2 separate regions of the Mus musculus genome follow, and region 2 is linked to region 1. The links are chromatin contacts, called in public HiChIP or PLAC-seq maps. All regions are on one chromosome and are shown on one strand. The core of a region is the stretch at or near the end of the contact, and the rest is flanking DNA. Distances in the headings are between cores, read along the strand shown.

The links. HiChIP or PLAC-seq counts read pairs in DNA pulled down with a chosen protein or histone mark.
Region 2: a contact with region 1 is called in an H3K4me3 HiChIP or PLAC-seq map of craniofacial prominence, with 2.6 times the contacts expected there. The contact joins the promoter of Runx3 here to the enhancer-like site in region 1. A contact is called at or near these places in 19 of 39 promoter capture datasets (the 3T3-L1 cell line, 3T3-L1-derived adipocytes, the C10 cell line and 12 more), 2 of 15 datasets of contacts at CTCF or cohesin (embryonic stem cells and large pre-B cells), 20 of 484 Hi-C or Micro-C datasets (the HPC-7 cell line, LSK cells, Th1 cells and 10 more), 24 of 115 datasets of contacts at active chromatin or transcription factors (Th17 cells, acute myeloid leukemia, bone marrow-derived macrophages and 14 more) and 3 of 9 other capture datasets (adipose tissue, liver and pancreatic islet).

The regions. Positions count from the first base shown.
Region 1 is chr4:134,974,099-134,979,855 of GRCm38.p6, reverse strand. No RefSeq gene overlaps it. Among named protein-coding and RNA genes, the nearest start is that of Syf2, 46 kb to the right of the region's middle. Within about 2 kb of position 4,060, at least 50 of the 459 cell types and tissues checked have an H3K27ac peak or open chromatin away from gene starts, as enhancers often do. A contact at or near this core is called in craniofacial prominence, embryonic limb bud and pancreatic cancer cells, where this site is marked.
Region 2 is chr4:135,149,952-135,155,480 of GRCm38.p6, reverse strand. Runx3 (runt related transcription factor 3) reads right to left here and starts at 2,936. Exons shown (of 5, transcript NM_001369050.1): 1 at 2,425-2,936; 2 at 43-199. The coding sequence starts at 2,709.

The DNA.
Region 1 (5,757 bases), core at 2,811-5,310:
GAATGAGTAAATAAGCATGCTAGCCCAAAGTGAAAATCCAGAGCTGTGATTGCCATATTCACTATTAGCACGTCCCGAAACAAGTTAAGAGGGAAACACCCGGAAGCCAACTCCACCAGTTTTCCTGAGGAATGGCTAGGAGGCAGAACTGCAGGGCCCGCGCTTGCCAGAGACATGGCACTGACACTCTCTAGGCCTTTTGACCTCCACCAAACAAAGGGATCAGCTAGACACATACTCGTTCAACTGCTTGGCTACACTCTCAGAGACAGAAGGCACATTCAGGACCAAGAGCCAATGGAAGGCTGGGGTTGGAGGAGGCTTCATGTACTCAGAAACCACAGAGGAGAGACCAGACACAAAGCACGGAGCCCACCCAGGGCGAGGGTTTTGGTAGAAACCCTCTCTGCAAAAAGCTAAGTTCCCAGAGTGGCTCACCGGATGCTAGGTGGCAGGGGGTGGGGGGGGGAACAAAGCTCCCTGGTCTGCTCTCTGCTCCCTGGAGAGGGCGACCCAGAAAATTGCACCTATGGAACCTTGGCAAGAACAGAGCGAAACTCCCTCCTTAGAGTTTGTAGGGGAAGCCAACCCTAATAAGAGAGCTTGAAGCCTCAATTCATTCTAGGTGGGTGGTCTCAAAAATACCTAGCCAAGAATTCAGTCTAAAGTGGTCCCAAGTCGGTAATGACCACAGGCTCCTGGCACGAGTCTCTGCTAATCCTTCTGTGGGAATCCACCTTCCACCTAGACTCAGAGATTGCCCCACAGTGAACGTTTAGCTATAGGAGCTCGGCTGGGCACGGCGATCAAGCATCAGCAGGAACAGCAGGCAGTAGAGACAGACGTCAAACTCTGGGCTCACCCAGCACAGGATTTGAAAACACATTCAGGATGGGCCTTCCCACCTTGATCCAATCAAGAAACCTCCTCACAGGCATGGCCAGAGCTTTGCCTCTTAGGCCATTCTAGACCCTGTCAAATTGACAACATCAACATTGTAGCAAGTATCTGCTATCAATACACCCCAGGGTGATACTGTAAATGCATTCGCAGACCAGGAGGATGGCTCAGTGGGCAAAGGCACATGCTGCCAAGCCTGAGGACCTAAGTTCAATCCCAGGACCCACAAGATGGAAGGAGAGAGCCAACTCCTAAACCTGTCCTCTGATCTCCACACACGGGCTGACCTACACACACTAATTATAATGAAAAGTTAAAATGTGTTTGCTCCTTATCATCTAAATTTCACTAGGTTCCTTTATTTTTCTTTTGGCGACGAACGGGAGGGAAACTTACTTTCACCACACAGAACGGTAGAAGTTTCCAGAAGCCCGAGAAAGTTTCCAGAAGCGGCGAAAAGACCAACAGCATCTGAATCAGTTACAACTAACGGGTTTCCTCCTTTTTAAAAAAAATTTGTGTGTGCATTTTTTGCTTGCATGTATGTTTGTGTGAAGGTGTCAGATCCCCTAGAACTGGGATTACCAGACAGTTGTGAGCTGCCACATAGGTGCTGGAAATCAAACCAGGGTCCTCTGGAAGAGCACCCAGGGCTCTTAACTCCAGCCCCACATCTGACTCTTCAAGAGCAGCCAGAGTCAGCAAAGCTCCATGGAATGGTAGCTTTAACCTGTGGGGGAAATGTACCTTTAGAGAAGGTGTGCATGTGTGTGTGTGTGTGTATGTGTGTGTGTGTGTGTGTTTGTGTCTGTGTGTGTGTGCGCGCGCATGCATGAGTGTGTCTCTGTGTGTGAGTATATCTGTATTTCTGTGTGTGTATCTTGTTTGCATATGTGTATGGATAGATGGATGTGTCTGTGCGTGAGTGTATATGTCTATATCTCTGTGTGTGTATGTCTGTCTGTATACATGTAATATGTGTGAATGTGTGAGCATGTTCGTGTGTGTGTGTGTGTGTGTGTGTGTGTGTGTTTTACTGGAATTTGAACCCAGACTCTCACACAAGCTGCATACACCCTCTACCACAGAGTTACACCCCTAGGCTTCTTTTTACTTTCTTTTAAAATTTTATTAATTTTTATTTTATGTGTATGAGTGTTTGTCCAAATGTATGTGCCCTTGGAGACCAGAGGAGGACACTGGATGCCCTGGAACTGCAGCTATAGGAGGTTGTAAGCAGCCATGTGTGTGCTAGGAACTGAACCTTGAGTCAATGCTCTTAACCACTGAGCCGTCTCTCCAGCCCTCTGTTTTTACTAGTTCATTTTGAGACTGGGTCTCACTGAGTTGCGTAGGCTGATCTGAACTCACTCTGTAGTCCAGTCTGGCTTTGAACTTGTGATCTTCCTGCCTCAGTCTCCCAAGTAGCTGGGCTTATGAGCCTGAGCTATGAGGTCAACAGAATTTTAGAAGATTTTTTTTTTTAATTTGGGAGAAAAGGACAATGACTACCTTTGTAATTTGAGTCCGTGGATACATTCCCATTTTTAGAATTAAATTTAAATTTGAGATAATAAAGAAAAAATACATTTTTAGAATTGTTATGTTCCAAAATATCACATGGGGATTATTTATACTAAAAACAATAAGGCACTAGGAACTCCCCCTTGAGATCTGGCGTAGGGCAGCCATGACACCCCCGTTCAGAGTCATACTAGAAACTCTAGCTAATGCAATAAGGCAGGAAAAGAAAAAGAATCGCAGTTCAAGGGGAAAAAAGAGAGAAGCGTTTCTTCTCAGATTAGTTTAGGTTTTTTATGTAGAAAATTCAAAACAATCAATCACCAAATAGGAGGCCAGGCGTCACCCTCCATTGCCTTCCTGCCTCCCTCTCCTGACGCTGGCATTCTGAATGTGCCACGTTTGCTCAGAGCATCTGCTCCTTAAAAAAATAAACAAATCGTGTGTGTGTGTGATTTTTTTTTTTTTTTGTTTTACAAGACCAGCACACAGAGTCCCTGCCACTGCCCTCACCCAGAGTTCCCAACCCTTGGCCTCTCAACATTAGTTCGTTACTACCCAGCTGGACCCGCGCTTCCACTTCCACCAGTCTGCTCCTCCTCATGTACACTCTCTGCTCCTAGATGCCATCCAGGTCGTCCCCCCATGCTCAACGGTCCATCCCCTCTCCTCTGCTCTGACAGTTCACCAGTGGTGAAGGACAGAATAGGAAGGATGTGGGGACAGGACATGAAGGATGCAGACACGGGAAAACCTCTCCTGCCCTGAGAACTTGAAGCCAGGGAGATGGCTCAGCAGATAAAGGTGACTCCTGCTGAGCCTGAATCCCAGGCATCCACATAAAAGCCAAGCATGGCTACATGTGCCTGTGACTCCAGAGTTGGAGAGATAGAGACAGATAGATCCTGGGGGCTCGATGGCCAGACGACCTGGCCAAAATGGTGAGTCTCAGCTTCAGAGAGAGACCTGATACAAGAATAAGGCAGAGGGTAACAGAACAGGATGCCTGATGTCTTCCTCTGGCCTCCGAAGGAAAAAGCACATTCAAGAAAGCAAGCATGCACACTCACACACACACACACACACACACACACACACACACACACACACACACATATTACACACACACATATTACACACCACACACATACACACACACCACACACACACACGTATACACACACACAAACACACACTCACACACACACCACACATAAACACACACACACTCACACACACACATACCACACCACATACATACATATACTACACACACCATACACATCATACATATATTACACACACACATATTACACACCACACACACACATACACACGCATACACACACACACCACACACACAAACACACTCGCACACACACGCACACACACACACATACACAAAAATAATGTTCTGCAGGAAGTAAAGACAAAATGTCATCTGTCCAGACATGGGAATCTAAGGGGCTAAAATAATTGTTCTTTGGCATTTTCTGCATAATCAAAAATTAAAATCTCAGGCAAAGGGTTCTGCGTATCCAAAGGCCCCGAGACAGGGTGAAACACAGCCTCTGTACTCTAAGAACAGTGAGCAATAAGCAAGGTGGTTTGGCAGAATTAAGTGAGACTTGCTCCCATAACCACAGCAGGCAACACCCTTAGCACACATTCTAGAGGCCCCGGCCCCTGCCTGCCCATGGCTTTCCCAGGAGCTCCCGGTCTGCCTTGTAATCACCCGGTGCCCACCCCAGTTCAGACCCTGCTCTCTCCTGGACATGACAAGCTCATTGTCCCTTTTTCCTGAAGGCTACTTTTTCACAAGAGGTGTTCGGAGCCACCAGGTTTCTGTGGGCAGATGCCCCAGGGCACACGCACAAAGGCTCAATTGTCTGGTACCCGGCGCTGGACTAGCCGAGCAGGATTCTGCCCGATTCAACAACCCCACATCAAAGAGATGACGTCAAAGCTCCAGCAACCACTGAGACACAGCCCAGCCCTGGTGCCAAGGGCTCCCAGGAGGCTAATCCCACCCTGGAAGGTAAGAAGAGGGTAGAAGCAGCAAATTAGCAGGAGCTAGGGGGCGCTACTGTGCTGGGAGCCTCGACAGCATAATTGCATTCACTGAGCTGCAATTGGGAATAATAGTTAGAGAAGCAATAATCACAGGTCACACAGCCATACAAGCAGCCAGCACATTGGTTTCCCAGGCCTGCATCCTATCTGCATAGGACCCAGCCACCCAACCGCCACAGAGTGGCCAATAGAAACACCTCAAAAAGCCCCCCCACACACACACACACATAAGCCCCACCACTTAGTAGCTAGAGTCTGAGCTGACAATGGCTTTCTTGACCTTGAACTTGTGGACTGCCAAGAGACATGTCTGACTTGTGTTACATAGTCAGTCAACAACCCCTTACTGTGTCACAGACTCCAGAGAGCAGCTTACCTGTCCCACCTGATGGGGAAAGAAACACAAGGGGACCCAGGGCTGTGGGGAACAGAGCATCTCTGGTCAGCTCTAGGTAAGAGAGGAGTCCCTCCAAAGGCCCAGTGACTCTGAAGAGCTTGCTATCTCAGTCTACTTTCTGTGACTGTAACAGCATGCTCAAGACTGAGCCCGTCACAGAAAACAGAGAATTCGGTTCAAGGTTCTGCAGGGCCCGCTTCCTGGAAGGGCCTTTTCCATATGACAGTGTGGCAGAAACACAGAGGCAGCAACCCAGGACCTGATTACAGTGTAATTCTGGAACCCAGTGGAACTTTGATTTTTTTTTTCTAAGTTTACTTTTGTGTGTGTGTGTGGTTTTTCGAGACAGGGTCTCTCTGTGTAGCCCTGGCTGTCCTGGAGCTCACTTTGTAGACCAGGCAGGCCTCGAACTCAGAAATCTGCCTGTCTCTGCCTCCTGCGTGCTGGGATTAAAGGCATGCGCCACCACGCCCACCCTGTTTACTTTTAATGATGGTTCTTAAACACTTTAACCTTCCTTGTAGCCCACCACCCACCAGGAGCAGAAAAGAAAGGATACAGGGGAAGTGGACCTGTTTAGAAAGGTTCTTTGGAGCAACTCCCATCTGTGTTGTCTGGAAATTGGCAGTTCAGTTCACAGGTCAACAGTGGCAGCTCGATCCACTCACCAACACCTCATGGATACACCAGCAGTCCAGCTCGGTAGAGTCAGGATAGCAACAGCGGTGGCACGACCTAGCAGAGACAGCCAGGACTCAGTCTCAGCTCAAGTCAACAGGAGGGACCTAGAGGGACAGCAGGAGAAGTTCTCGGCTGTGCCTCTCTCAGGGAGGCGAAGATCAGCAAAGACATGAGACCCACAAGTG
Region 2 (5,529 bases), core at 1,687-4,186, 180 kb before region 1:
TCTCATCCCCACCTTTGCCATCCCAGAGTTCCCCCTGCTCACCTCGCCCACTGCGGCCCACGAATCGAAGGTCGTTGAACCTGGCCACTTGGTTCTTCATGACAGCGGAAGCGTTGCGCAGCTCGGCGGAGTAGTTCTCATCATTGCCGGCCATCACGGTCACCACCGTTCCATCCGGCACATCCCCCAGGGCCACCACCTGAGGAAACGGGCAGGAGAGAGGATGGCTTAGAAAAGCCAAAAGGAAGGGCTCACGCAGCTGCCCGCCCAGGTCCCAGGCTCTCTGAGGAGTTCTGAGTCAGGGTGAAAGAGGCTTAACCGCGTGTAGATCCGTTCCCAATACAACCAAAGCCTAGTGATGAGCTCCTAGCCTCCAGACTCAAATCCTGGGTCTAGTGGTTGATGGGAGCTCCAAGAAAGCATCCATTTTTATTACATTAAGTCTAGGCTAGAGCTATCAATCAACAAGGTCACAGGTAAGGGTGGGGCGGCAAAGGAGACGACACTGTTCTCGGCCAAAGAATCAGCAACCTTAATAACCGGGCTACTCCTTGCAGTCAATTAAGGCACTGGCCCTTAGGGGTACGGAATTTGGCCCTGCAGTGTGACCAAGGCCCAGTTAAATGGCCTCAACAGAGCCTGGATTCGTTATGCAGAGAAAATGCAAAATGCAAAACAAACTGCGTTTTTGCAAGTTGATCCAGAAAACCCCGGGGTAAGAGGACAGGGTGGTTTCGATCACTGAGCATGTACCTGCTGGGAACTGTTGGATGGGTGGGTGGAGATGCCCCTTAAATGTCATCTCTTCCCCCACTCCTTCCCACCCAAGGCGCATCAAGAGGCAGATGCCTTTTGAACCAGACTTTAAACAGAGTCACAGCCATTTAAACGTGGCTGCCGTGTGCAGGGACTGGGGATCCAGATGGTAAAGATTTCAAGGAGAAAATGTTTGGGGTCTGATTAAAAAGGCCAGATTTCCTGTCAACATCCTGTCTTCTTTTAATTTCAAAGATTCCTTTTAAGCTCCAAGTGACAGTAAAACCTCCGATCTGACGATTACAGTCACACGGCCCTCATCCCCTCCTCCCCCTTCTCCCCTCCTCCCTCTCCTCCCCGGGAGATTTCCCCCAATGGTATTTTAAGATGTCACCCGGGAGACCTCAAAGAGTCACCAGCCTTCCCCCCACCCCTTTCCAATTTGAAGTCTTAATGGGAGCAAGGAGGGCCTCAGCTGCCAGCAGCCGCGTTTCCAGCCACCTCGGGCATCACTACCTCCCAGCCGCTGGCCCTTCCTACTCTGTCCTTTCTCACGGCAGCTGTGAGAGGTTTAGGGGAAAACCAAGGCGTTTTCGTTTCATCTGGCTGCCCCCCTTACAAGAGAGAGAGAGAGAGAGAGAGAGAGAGAGAGAGAGAGAGAGAGAGAGAGAGAGAGAGAGAGAAACGAAACAGTTGCCTATCCCTGGTATCGTTGAAAAATAAATTCTCTGAACGACTCTGGGGCTACCAGGATGGAGGCATTCCCCAAGTCTCTGCCTATCTTTCGGGATGCAGACTTATGCCGGAGGCAGCCCTTTAGAACCGGCCTACGGTCGCCCTGTGCAACACTTCAGCCGCTGAGGTTGAGAGTGTGGGAAGGAAGTGTTTCTGCTGCAGAGCAGGAGGCGCGGTGCTAGGCCAGGCCCTCCTCGCCCTCTGTGCCCCACACCTCCCGGGTCCTCGCCCAGCTCCGGCGGTCCTCATCCCAGTTACCGGTTAGACTGTGCCAAAGAATCTGGGAGCCCCAGTCCTCCGGTTTCCATGCCACTATACTCTGCAGGGCCCCGTGAAGGCCAGGTGGAACGGGGTATGGCTCCTCCAGGCTGTCTGTGCCACCGAGAAGGAGCGCCCCAAGTGTCCGTGTCCTCCGGCAGAGAGGCCGCGGTGTACCGTTCCCAACGGGAGGTCTGGGGTTCTGACTCTTGGAATAGGAACGGCAGAAGAACTCCCCACGCCCAGTTCTCCTGGACGTCCTCCTGGTACCTTCCCTGACTGATGTAACCATATTTCTCTCTGGACCCGGGCTCGGGCAGCGGGGACACCCAGGTTCCTCTCATGTTCTGTCGGGCCTGGGCTCCTGCAGCGTGGGTGACCAGGCACCCCTATGTCCTGCTAGCCGGGTGACCCCCTTTTCTTCCACCACGGTACCTCCCATGTTCTCTGGGGTCTGGGCTCTTATTGCGGATCGCCTGGAGTCCAGCGGGGGTCCTTCCGGGAGTGGCATCCTGCAGTAGGGGCGCCCGGGTACCCCGGTGTCTTGCCAGCTGGGTGACATCCCCTTTCATGTCCTACTTCTAGGTGCTCCCCAAGTCCTCCCCGGTATGGGCTCCTGCAAATGGGGGCGCCCAGGTTCCCCGGTGTCCTCCCGGCTCGGGCCCCTGCACTCACCTTGAAGGCGACCGGCAGCGTCTTGTTGCAGCGCCAGTGCGAGGGCAGCACGGAGCAGAGGAAGTTGGGGCTGTCGGTGCGCACGAGCTCTCCCGCGTGGTCGGCCAGCACGTCCACCATCGAGCGCACTTCGGGCCGGGTGCGGCCGCCGGGGCCCGCGGTTGCCTGCGCGCTTAGCGCGCCGCTGTTCTCGCCCATCTTGCCGCCGCCGCCGCCGCCGCAGGGGAAGGCCGTGGAGGGGGGAGTGAAGCGGCGGCTGGTGCTCGGGTCTACGGGAATACGCATGCCGCGGCCGTCAGGGCGCGGGCGGCCGCAGCCGCGGGAAGCGGGAGGCGGGAAGGCGGCGGCTCGGGGCCCGGCCAGCGTGGGGGGTGGGGGGAGGGGCGGCGCCGGGGGAGGGGGTGCGCCCCGACGGTCGGCCGCGCGCCCGCTAGTCCCGCATCCGGCGCGCGCGGCCGCCCCACGGACTCGGCGGCCGCGGCCCCAGCCCGGATCCTAGAGAATCAAGTGGCGGCGACGCGGCCGCCCGCGCGGGGTTAGTACCCCGGGCCTCGGGGCGGGGCCGTGCGAGCGACGCGGGGCGCAGCCAATCGCAGCCCCCAGGCTCGGGGTTCGCCGTGGAGGACCCGGTGGCTCGGGCCCGCGCGAGCCAAGCAGGGGCCAGGCTCCGCCCCAGAGGGTCTAGACACCCGCGTCCCGGTAGCCGCGCGGGGAGCCGCGGTCCCCGGAGTCAGGAGCGGCCGCTGCGACCTGGGCAGACATCGGGTTTCCAGCCTCCTGGCTGCGGCTCGCTTCCCCTCCCTCGAGTCGCAGCCTGGCTGCTTCAGCTCTGGCCACCGCAGCCCGGAACCTGCACCCTCAGCTGGTTGCCGCGGTGACACCCAAGACGGTTTTCTCATTCCCTCCACTCCACAAACGATTTTGACCCTAGAGCTTCCACCCCACGAGGGAGTCCACAGCTCCGCGCGGCCTTGGCTCTCGTCTCTGTGGCTTCTGTGTCAACCTTCGAGGCAGACAGAATAGGGGTTGCCACAGGGACCAACAGTGGGGTGGGGACAACCACACGGCTCCTGTCCACTCAAAACTAATTTCAGGATCGCGCAGGCCTCGTGGAGTTGTCCTCTGTCTTGGCAGCTCATGGGTCTTTGAAAACTACAATGGGGCCTACAACAGTGTGCTTTTTTGGAACATTCCATGCTACACCATACGCATGCAACCACCGTCCGTCTAGTGGAAGTGGATGAGGGTCTGTGGCAGAAAGAAGTCTTAACGCTCAGACTGCTTTCTCCCCACGGATGGAAAGGGGTCCTCCTAGGGCCGGGCCATAGTCTTCTTGGCCCTAAAGCGCTGAGCCTACAGAGCTGTCAGGTGCCCTGTGGGAAATCGGCCCTGGGGTCTCTGTGTTCCTCATGCTCCGTGGCCCAGCAACTCCTGGACTTCACTAACAACAACTCTTTCCCGTCCCGTCTCCTAAGCCTGGCATGGGGGCACAGACACACAACTAGAGAGTCCACGGTCACCGGTCACCGAGGGCTGTGCTCTCCCCAACCCCGTGCACTCCTTGGACGGCAGCAACGAACGAATGCATGTGTTTCTCTCACTGCTTTGGAAATTCGACTGCATTTTCGTTGCCAGCGACAGTGAATCTGTCTGCAACTACCAATACAAGCCCCAGAAGCGACACGATTTAGGATCCGATGGCGACAGAGGCATCAAGACCTCATCCTGGCTCTGACCTCAGCTTAGAACACTCCATTTTGTCAAAAAACGAAATCAGGCGCTGTGTGTACAACAGCGGGGTACTAGGTATGTCCTGAGTCTAACGAGTGCCAGGAGAATTGTATTCTGCCCCTCTCTGGGCCTTATGCCAGCGCCTCAAGCCACCAGGGAAGCAAGGACAGTGAAGGTCCCTTACTGGAACTTTTTGAGAACCTATGATTCGGAGTTGACCATCACTAGGCCTTGGGCCGCCATGGAAACAGCCTCTGGACCAGAGGGGATCTAGGAAGCCTGGCCCTGAGCATGGGCCCTCAGGGGGCTCCCCTGGAAAGGGAGCACCGCTAGTCACCAGGTAGGACCCAGACCGAGTCGTCTATTCTGCCCTCGAGCGATTGTGGGCCGTGACTGGCAGCCTCTGCGATGCGATGCATAAATTCGATTTCTTGAGTGATTCCAGTTTGCATCTGCCCCATACTAGTCCCTCCGCCTGATTTCTCTTTCTGATCTTACAACAAATTAATAACCGGGTCTCCGGAAAGTGGGGCTACAGGAATGACCCAACATCTGACCCTGGGCCCGGACTCAGCTATAACCCTCGGAAGACGCGGGCACCAGATCCAAGGGTTGGGGAAGTGCTGGCCTTCAGTACGCAGCCTGAGGTCGCAGGTGAAGGGTCGCCCGGGCTGAAGCAGTGTCGTGAACCGCCCACTAGTTGGCGCTGGCGCCTTGCTGGCTGCTCAGTTGCCCCCACCAGACTCAGAGCACAGACTTGCGCCTGCAGCAGGGGCAGCACGGGCAGCACGGGTTTTCCAAGCCACGGAGCGTTGGGGAAGAGCTACTTTCTGGAGAGTGCGCGCCTGATTTCTCTTTATACCAGTGGTCACATATCAGGTAAATGGATAGTGTGGTGTTAGGCCGAGGGTTGCCTGCCCGGGTTCTCACAAAGAGATACGGTTCTTTGGAGTCCCAGATACCGAAGGGCCTGCAACCAGCAGAAGTCTCCCTTCAACAGAAAGGCGCCGCCCTGTTTCCCTACTTCTGTTCCTGAGCTCCGTTCTGAGGATAGGATAGAAGGCTCAGACTTTCATCCTTATACCTGTCTAGAACCAGACCAGTTTCCTTCTTTCTTCTCTGGACCGACAAACCTAGAACTATTTATGTATGGTCAAATTTTCAGACCAGGAGAGCTGCCACCAAACAGGACTCATCGCTCCCTCTCCCTTCCCCACCGTGCGTACATATGTTCCGTCTTTCTTTCTGTCCCACAGTCGGGCAACAGTCTGCCTTCTCTCAAATGCTCTCTTCTAAGAGCACCTCACTGTGTCCCCAACAGGGGACAGGAAGCAGAGATCAAAGCTCCTCTCTCACGTGTATGTCCATTGTAGG